2 separate regions of the Arachis hypogaea genome follow, and region 2 is linked to region 1. Evidence: chromatin contacts called from public Hi-C data. All regions are on one chromosome and are shown on one strand. Each heading gives the region's core, a stretch centred on a gene start, on an enhancer-like site or on the middle of the called end of the contact. The rest is flanking DNA. Distances are from core to core; before and after follow the strand shown.

The links. A called contact is a pair of places that touch in the nucleus more often than the background predicts.
Region 2: a Hi-C map of leaf shows a contact between it and region 1, with 3 times the contacts expected there. The contact joins the promoter of LOC112733278 here to the promoter of LOC112733273 in region 1. A contact is called at or near these places in 2 of 8 Hi-C or Micro-C datasets (leaf and an unstated tissue).

Annotation. Positions count from the first base shown.
Region 1 is chr13:127,202,535-127,207,271 of arahy.Tifrunner.gnm2.J5K5, forward strand. It overlaps LOC112733273, which reads right to left and starts at 1,274. Exons shown (of 8, transcript XM_025782176.3): 1 at 905-1,274; 2 at 488-582. The coding sequence starts at 563. It overlaps LOC112733274, which reads right to left. Exons shown (of 6, transcript XM_025782177.3): 4 at 4,310-4,507; 5 at 3,759-3,910; 6 at 2,925-3,647. The coding sequence ends at 3,177.
Region 2 is chr13:127,329,639-127,334,156 of arahy.Tifrunner.gnm2.J5K5, forward strand. LOC112733278 (MICOS complex subunit MIC60, mitochondrial) reads left to right here and starts at 3,258. Exons shown (of 12, transcript XM_025782188.3): 1 at 3,258-3,829; 2 at 3,957-4,020. The coding sequence starts at 3,819.

The DNA.
Region 1 (4,737 bases), core at 24-2,523:
TCCTAAATAGAAAATACACAAGCCAAAAAAGGAACATGATTAAATATATATGGGCAAGAAGAATATAGATGCCGTCAGAAAATTCAAGATCAAATTTTTCAATGCCCCAAAACCAGAATGGACTTAATTCAACTTAACAAAGCTGATGCAAAACTGAGAGCTTCATAAATATATAAAAAGAAGTGAATATCCATCGATACAGTGATTGCAAAATTAAAATTGGAACGTTCATTAACTTCTAGTTACATATAGATAACACGAAACATTGAAACAAATCTACATTTTAAATAATACTTTCCATAGCTTTCTACTTGCAGTTTCCCCACACAAGAACTCATCCAGAAAGAGTCATACAGTCATGATATTCTCCGTAAACCGCAAAATTCAAATCTGACTTGGCAAAGTAATTCAGAATTCATATGGTTGAAAAGCGAATTCAATCAAGAAACATCAACCAAGCACAATGAAAGAAGAAAAAAAAGGATACTTTCAATACATTGCTGGGTGCTGTTAAGCTTGGACAGCTTGTCAGCGAGTATCTGCTCGCTGAAGACGCTATTCATAGCTCCCCTGCTAACCAACCTGCGGTACAAAAAAGAAAAATGACATTAAACGAAACCCTAGAAACAAAAACCAATTTAACGAATATAAAGGCGAAAATTTAAAAATTTAAAAACACTAAAACCCTAAAACAGAATTAAAATTGAAAAACCCAAAATGGGGGGAAACTGAAAAGTGGAAGAAACAAAAGCAGAAGCAAGTTTGAAAAAAACGGAAGCAATAAGAAAAGAGATTCAAATTGAGCTAAAGCAAGAGTGGAGAATTAAATCCAAATGAAACGGTTCATATGAAGAATTGAGTAAATGCAGAATAAGGGGAAGAAAGAGGAATTGAGCTGAGATACCAAGCAAGAGCAGCAATGCAAAATGAATCCGAAGAGGTTGTAACGCGGCGTAAAAGGTGAAGGCTTGACTCTTGAGAGTGAATGAAGGAAGCAGGGAGGGAGGCAGGGAAGGAAGGAATGTGCCTTAAAAGAATAGAAGAGAAGAGAAGAGAAGAGTGTGTTTTATTTATTTAAAAAGAAGAAAAATGTTTACGTTTTTAGGATTTATGTTTTGTCCATTTGGCGCAAACTGTGGAACAAGTTTGTCTTAAAACGGCGCACCTTAGTTCAGAGTACTTAGATACGCACTCATCTAAAATCACCGACTCTTCCTACAAAATCAACCATTTTCCTCTATCACCAGAAATCAGGAACGTTTCTTCTTCAATCCGATGGAAAGATAAAAGAAAAATATATGTATTTTTTATTAAATTCATTAATTTAAAAATATAAATAAAAAAAAAGACAATTATCATAAGTTTTATAATAAGCTTTTTCTTTTTCAATAAACAACGATGAATGGATACAAATACAGTCAAATTCTCTTTGATCATTAATTATTAATCTGACTAATTTCTTTGTTTATTACCAGGTCAACCTATTCGTTTTCTTAATATGGATTTTTCTTCTACGAGACAATCAAACATAAATACTATTGCGTGTAAAATTAAACAATTTAATTAGCAGGAATTAAAAAAACAATTATTTCTTATATAAAATTAATTTTATAAATTTAATTTTAATAAAAAAATGAATTGGTATTAATGTGATTTATATTTGTGATTTTTTATCAAAATAAATTATAATAAATAAATATTATTTAAAATTACGTTTATACAAAAATTATTAAAAAAGATATAAATTTATATTATTCAAAGCTATATTATTTTAATGCTTTTTGACTATAATTTTTTTTAAAATAATTTAAATTTATGTGTTAAAATTTAGTACTCTTGGTTATAATTTTTTAGTACTCCTCTTTAGTATTTTTTTTGTATTTAATTATATTTTTCTAATGGAATTCATATCATAGAAATTAACAATAATAAAGAAAATATATACTAATTTTAAAACACATAGTAAAAAACTACAAAGTCAAACAAAAAATATGTATTAATAAAAATGATTAAAAAATTTATATAAACAATAAGTACTAAAAATTCTATTAAAAAAATATAATAATATACATCAGTCAACATCAAAAAAGTTCTAAACAAAAATATCCATATTATTAAAAAAATAAATAAATAATTGATAAAAAACAAAACTTAATAAAGAGTACTAATAATAATATTAAAACTTACTTATTTGTAAAGCATAGCCATAAAAAAATTCAAGAATTCTGATAATTATTTTTTGGTATTTCTTATTATAAATGAAATTGAATAACAAAATTAGTAAAAAAAATAAATTTTCCAATCTATCAATTCAACGCAAAAGCTAAACGATACGAGTTTAAACCTAAAATCATGTTCGGGTTTAGAAAAAAAAAAAAAAAAGGTGGCCAAACAAAAATAGTGACGTTCAAAAAAATTGAATATGCTTCCAACGCATTTGGCCATTTACCAAACACGCTCTTAATCATTTCTCTTTGTTTTCTCTTAATTCTTTTTTTTCATTTTTTTGGTTTTATATTAACGACAATATCTTTTTTAACAAAGTCCTTTGGGGACTAAGCCAAATATTTTCAAATGTTTAAACCTATTCTAAACTAAAAATTTTACAACGATCAAAGTAGAACATTTTGAAAATATTTACACATCAAAAGAAGATATGAGGAAAAAAGGCAAAATTTCATGAATATAGCTTTACAAAAGTATCTTATTCGTCGCTACCAAATATAACACTACAAAGTACTAGTAATTTTGTGAGTGACCTCTTGCTGTATGTATGATAAGGGCTAAGGCTACATAATTCTATGTTTATCAGATTCGCCTGTTCCAAATTTCCTGACGTAAATAATCTTTCCCAAGTCCAAGCACACAATTAATGCATTCAGGTAATTATTCAAAATTCAATTCCAAGGAAAAAGCAAAGCAAATTCTTATGGAAGTTCATTCGATTTGGCCAAGGATACCTTACAAAGTTCATTAGTGTGACATTTGGACAAATTTAGGTTTCGAGTTTCAACCCATTCAAATATAAATTACCATATACTTACCATTGGTATAACAACAACAACATACCTACAGTTCCAAGATGAGCATTTACGAAACACATGTTAACTAAAAAAATGGTAAGAAATAAAAAAAAATCATAAAAGCTGACAGCGAAGAATCATTGCACTAAATCCCTACTTCTTGATGCTTCTGCCCCGTGCCGCAAGTTTTGCTGCAACTTTCTCTTCAGATAAAGGTAGATAGTAAATTCGAGGAGTTGCTCTGGTTTTGCGAAACAGATCATCCAGTGTGACCATAGGTTGGTCAACATCCTCTGGAAGGGGTGGTGGGGGTGGTAGCTGTTCTCTTGCTGCTGGAGGGGTTTTTGACTGTGGTGTTGGTGGAGGAGGGAAGGTTGGAGCAGGTGGCTGCTCTCTGCAGCGACGAACGGCAGGCTCTGGCTGTAAGGAAATGGGTGTCGGTGTTACGGGAGGAACTGCTGAACCATCATTGACAGAGGCAACCGGAACAGGAGGAGGTTCTAACTTCATTTTCACTTCTTGCGGATCGACATACTCCGCAACCAAAAGGCGTCCACCATTTGGAGGCCATTGCAGATTATACACAGCATTGCGTGTCTCAGTGGCTTCTTCAACAGATGAGTACTACATCACAACACAAAATATTGATTACATTTATATGATGACTAATAACCATAACATCGCAAGGGAACCTCCATGTCAGGAAGATGAGTATGATTATGAATAAAATCTTACAGTGACATAGCAATGGGTCTTTATTTGGTCCATCCAGAAACTGACAACATTCCCAGTTTTACCAAGAAGTTCTTGCACCGCTTTTAGAGTAAAAGGGCGTAGGAATTGATCAATCCTGAGGGAATTAGTTGGTGCCCTTTGTGATGGTGGAACTGCCATAGATCAAAGCAACACAACTTAGGCTAGGAAAGAGCCGGAACACTATATCTAATGGTATGACAACAAAGCTAAATCCAAAAGATACAGAGGGACACAAAAACAGAAACAAATAATACTAGTTAATGTTTGGAACCATAAACATAAATCAGTAAGGTCATTTATGCTAAAATGAAAACTCAAGAACTGAAATTTATGTTAATGCGTATCCCATAGGCCTGAGCTGTGGTTTGATAACTGTGCATAACTAAACTTTGAGTGTATTGATTCCTTTTTCATTTCACTTATTTGGATTACAAGAAGGGTTTAAAATTGATATTAATTAACTCAGCACCAAAAGTAAAAGCACCAGCTCTTCTCAGTTAATAATCCAATTACAATGAATATCAACTTACCAATACGCTCCTTGAGTGAATCATCCTTCCCTGAGGAATCAGATCTGGAGAGGATGTGCTTCAAAGTAGCTGGCTCATCCTTTGGTGCAGTAACAGGCCTGCTGAGCGCAAGACTTTGTGGATCTGAGCTTTTAACTGTTTCAGAGTTCCAACTTCGTTGCCGCTTGGCACGCTCATTAATCTCATCTGATGATTGTTCTGTGATGCAATTTCCATATTAGAACTGAGAATATATAAAAATGCTACCATAAACTGATAACAGCAACATGCACAGAGTGCAGCATAGATTGAACATGGATCTCACATTCAATTATCTCTATCAAAAGACAGGATTCCTCCACCACTTTTCCAAAGAAATTTTGTATTTTTTCCAAAAGCTAGGGAAAAAAAATAGAAGAATGTTATTCACAAAGGAACACAGGTTGAAG
Region 2 (4,518 bases), core at 2,008-4,507, 130 kb after region 1:
CAATCACATTTATGTGATTGCTTATGCAATAGTGTCCATCGAAAACACGGAGAATTGGCGATGGTTTCTGGAATTGCTGCACCAAGACTTGGGTGACTACAAGCAACATGGTTGGTGTTTTATTTCAGACATGCAAAAGGTATGCATATCTATTGCTAGTTATCCTAACTAACAGTTGTCATTCTTAGATATACCTGTTGCTTAGTAGTGAATAATAGTAGTATAAATTGAATAATTGTTGTGTAAATTAAATAATTGATGAATTGAATATCTGCTGGTTTATAAATACAAATATGTTTACTTAGATTGAGTAATTGTTGAATGCTGCATAGTTGATGGTTGCATTATAGGGGGTAGTATCTATGTACTCAGCTAAGCTAAGGACATTGTTGTGTGAATTAAATAATTGTTGAATTGAATATCTGCTGGTTTATAAATACAAATCTGTTTACTTAGATTGAGTAATTGTTGAATGCTGCATAGTTGATGGTTGCATTATAGGGGGTAGTCTCTGTGTACTCAGCTAAGCTAAGGACCAAGTTGATGTCACTTACACAACTTTAGGGACCACTATGAGTTCATTAAAATAACATTAGGGACCATTTTGAGGCTCGATTTGAAACTTTGTGACTGGCTTTTGCAGGGTCTAATTCATGCAGTTCAGGATGTGTTCCCAAATGTCCATCACAGATTCTGTGTATGGCATTTATGGAGGAACTTCAACAAACAGTGGAAGGATAATCAGCTTAGAGGTTTGCTTTGGGAGTGTGCAAGGTCTACGACTCAAGAGGGATTTGTGGAAGGGATGAAAAAATTGGAAAAGCTAAATAAGGATGCTTGGAGTTATCTATGCAAATGGCCAAAGAATTCATGCAGCAGGGCATTCTTCAGCATTGCACCAAAAATGGACAATATCTGCAATAATGCATGTGAGGTTTTCAACTCGCGGATCAAGGACCCTAGAGCCAAGCCTATTATCACACTGCTGGAGGAGGTCAGGATGTACATCATGAGATCTATAGCCAGGAACAAGGTGAAGTTGAGGAACAATGACGGGATTCTACCTCCAATACAGAGAAGTAGGTTGGAAAAGATAAGAAAGGAATAAAAAAAATGGGTTCCCATGTGGTCTGGTGATGCAGATTACGAAATATTTGAAGTTCATGAGTGGCCTACAAATATGGCTGTGGACTTAGGCAAGAGATCATGCACCTGTGGTTTTTGGCAACTAAGTGGTATGAATTTTTTATGCATATTTTTTAATTTTTTTATCTTCGATTTGCAGTTCGAATTATGTTTATGTATGGCTGTGATGTTCTATGTAGGGATGCCATGTGTGCATGCATGTGCCGCTTTGGCCAGGGCTGGTAGAAGGCCAGATGAATTCTGTCATAGCTGGTTGACCATGGAAGCATACAACAACACCTATGACTTCCATATAAATCCAATTCCTGGCCAGGCACTGTGGGAAAAATCACCTTATAATAGACCTCAAGCACCAAAGTTCAAGAAGAAGCCAGGGCCAATCAAGAAGAAAAGAAGAAAGGATGCTGATGAGGAGTCAAGTAAAGGCAAGAAGCAGAAGACCTCAATGAAAAGAGTTCATAAAAAAGGACATTGTCGCTATTGTGGTGAATCTGGTCACACAAAGAGGAACTGTCATAAGAGGGCCGTTGATGAAGAATCAGCTGCTGTGGCGGCGGCTGCTGCTGCTGCTAATTCTAATGCTAATGGAGGTGAGGTCAACAATTCTGCTCCAACTGCTGCTGTAAATGGTGGTGATGCCCCAGCTGTGTCACAGGATCAGGTTGAGATTCAGGTTGATCTTAGTCAGCCTATTATGTCAGAAACTGATGACTCGCAACAGGTGGATAATATTATTTACCCATATATATACATGTATTGTGGTCATACATTAATTTTTCTTAGTCACTTTAAATTTTTGGTGTTTCATACATAGGTGCAACAACCTGCTGTTCGGCCATCCAAACTGCCTCCTAAGAGAAAGTTGTCCACACCCAGTGCTACCACCCAACCATCCAGCACCCCATCTGCAAGCATTCCATCTCCTCCATCTGCAAGTACTCCATCTGCAATCACTCCATCTGCAAGCACTCTCCCAACAAGCAGTCAGCCTGCAAGCACTGAAACAGCAACGGATCTACCAGCAATGCGATTTGTGCCTAATCCGGGATTCAAGCCACCCAGAACCAAGAATTAGTGACTTAGTTTTTTGTATTTAGGGACAGTATGGTGTCTTTATTTCTCTGTTTTGCTGAAGTAATGTACTGTGTATGCTTTCTTGCTTACAATTCCAGTGTTGGAGATTGAAAACTTATGACACTTATGTTTTGAAAACTCTGATATAGTTGGTGACTATTGTTCTGGCTTTATAATGCCTTATTTTGGATGTAATCACTACAATATGAAATATGAATTATGACTTTCTTGAAGAGATCTGTGACAGATTTTTGGTTTTATTTTGCACTCTCATATGCAATTAAGATGCTTTCCAAACACTATAAACTCCTATTTTATTGACAACATATGCAAGCACACTAGTCTCAATCACTTTAATTTTTATTTCTTTTAAACAAACTAACAGGTACAACTACAGCAACAACATGCATAATTCATGTGTTTCTTCCCAGATACAATTGGCCAAACTGCCTATCTAACTTTAAGATAAGAATAGCTACTGTAACCAGCAGCATAAATACAAACACCAAAACTCCACCCACTTTTAGAACCCTAACTTCAGACTCTAATCTTCCAAGTTTCCAAGCAAACTTCATCTTCCATTCTTCATTGTCAATTGAAGGGCTTGCTCTACCATCACATGTGATCACATCTTCTTCAAGAATTTTATCAATCCACATAAACAAACCACACCACTTCTTGCCTACAGTCTGCACCAAGGTAAAAGAATCAACCAAATTTATATCCAAAATTACAGCAAACAACAACAACAACAACCACTTACATTGTAGTTTGGACAACCCACGAAGGGTCTCCCTGGATTAGAATCCGTCATTGACCATCGCAGCACTGGTCTCAAACCGCATCTGCACCATTCTGGCAAACGCGAATCCCTATTCCTGTTCATTCTTCTCATGATGCTTCCAAACGATCGTGGGTTGTTCGAACTTCCAGCAGCATTGCTCGCGCTAGCCATTGTCGTCTGGGTATCAAGATGCTGCAGAGAAACCAACGGAAGAGACCAGAAGAGAAGAGAAGGGCACTGGAGGTTGATCTTCAGATTTGGGAATTAGGGATTTTAAACTTCGAATTAGGGACCAAATTGAGTCAATAAAATTCGTTCTTCCACCTCAGCTAGCCGTTAGCCTTGCCCGCGTGTCACCAAATTAGCCACATCAGCTTTCCGATGACGCCACCTGGAGGAAATGTGCCGGAAGGACAACACTGAGTTCCGGCGTTTAACTTCAGGTACCAATTTGGATAATTAATAATTTTAGGGACTACTAGAAAACGCGAGTGTAACTTCAGGGACCACTCTGAGACTTAGCTCTATTAAAATCACATAATAAGCACCTGAAAAGTTTGGGGGAAAACTGCAAAATTGTGTTGTATTCCTATTCCGGTTGCAGTAAGAATCGACAGCAGACTGCAGTAGTAGAGGAACACGGCAATCGCCAATCAATCAATCAATCCACAAACACACTCTTATCGATCTCCAATTCAACGCCCTTTCCAGACTCATCTAACCCAGCTCCTCTAATCTGGTTCAGTCATTTCCTCGTATACCTGGGGCGCATTCTCGTTTTCAATCCTCTCAGAGCCACCCACGCCTCACTGCCATGTTGCGGAGGTACGCCTCTTCAAATCCAACGAACTCACCATTTTTATTCTTGTTTTTGTATTTCTTTCTTACCCGCTCTTTTGATTTCATTGGCCGTGGTTTCAACCTTGAATGCATTGTCTCGTGCGAGTTGCAGGTCGCTTTTGGAAATATCTTCTCGCCAAACGCTCAGAAGGAGCCCTAGATATGTTGCAAATCAGGTGCCTGTGTTCTGTTCAAGCTTTATTTTCGATGCCATTCTTGGAATTCAGTTTCATATATATGTTTTTATAATTTGGGCACTGGAATTGGTTGGTTCTGTCCCATATGCTAGTAGTCTTGTCATTTTGGATTTTAATTTTCAACCATTGGGTCTTACACTTATAATAATTTACCTAGAACAGGCATTGGATCATGGATTGATTATTAACTTAAGAAAAACATTTGGTCAATAAACATGCTAATTCACTTTCATAAGTATGTCATATTCTCATTACTTCTACTTTAACTACATTCAACAGGACCAAATAATTTTTAATATCATCCTTATTTCCTATTTATTTTATTGTCCATGCTTAACACACAGTCAGCCACCACCAAATGTAACTTGAAAAATATTACATGAACCGTCTAATGCTAGACATTGGAGCGATTAGGATTTCTCAAATTTGTAAAATGTGGAATTGGTTACAGGTAGAAATTAGGATAGTTGAAAGCTC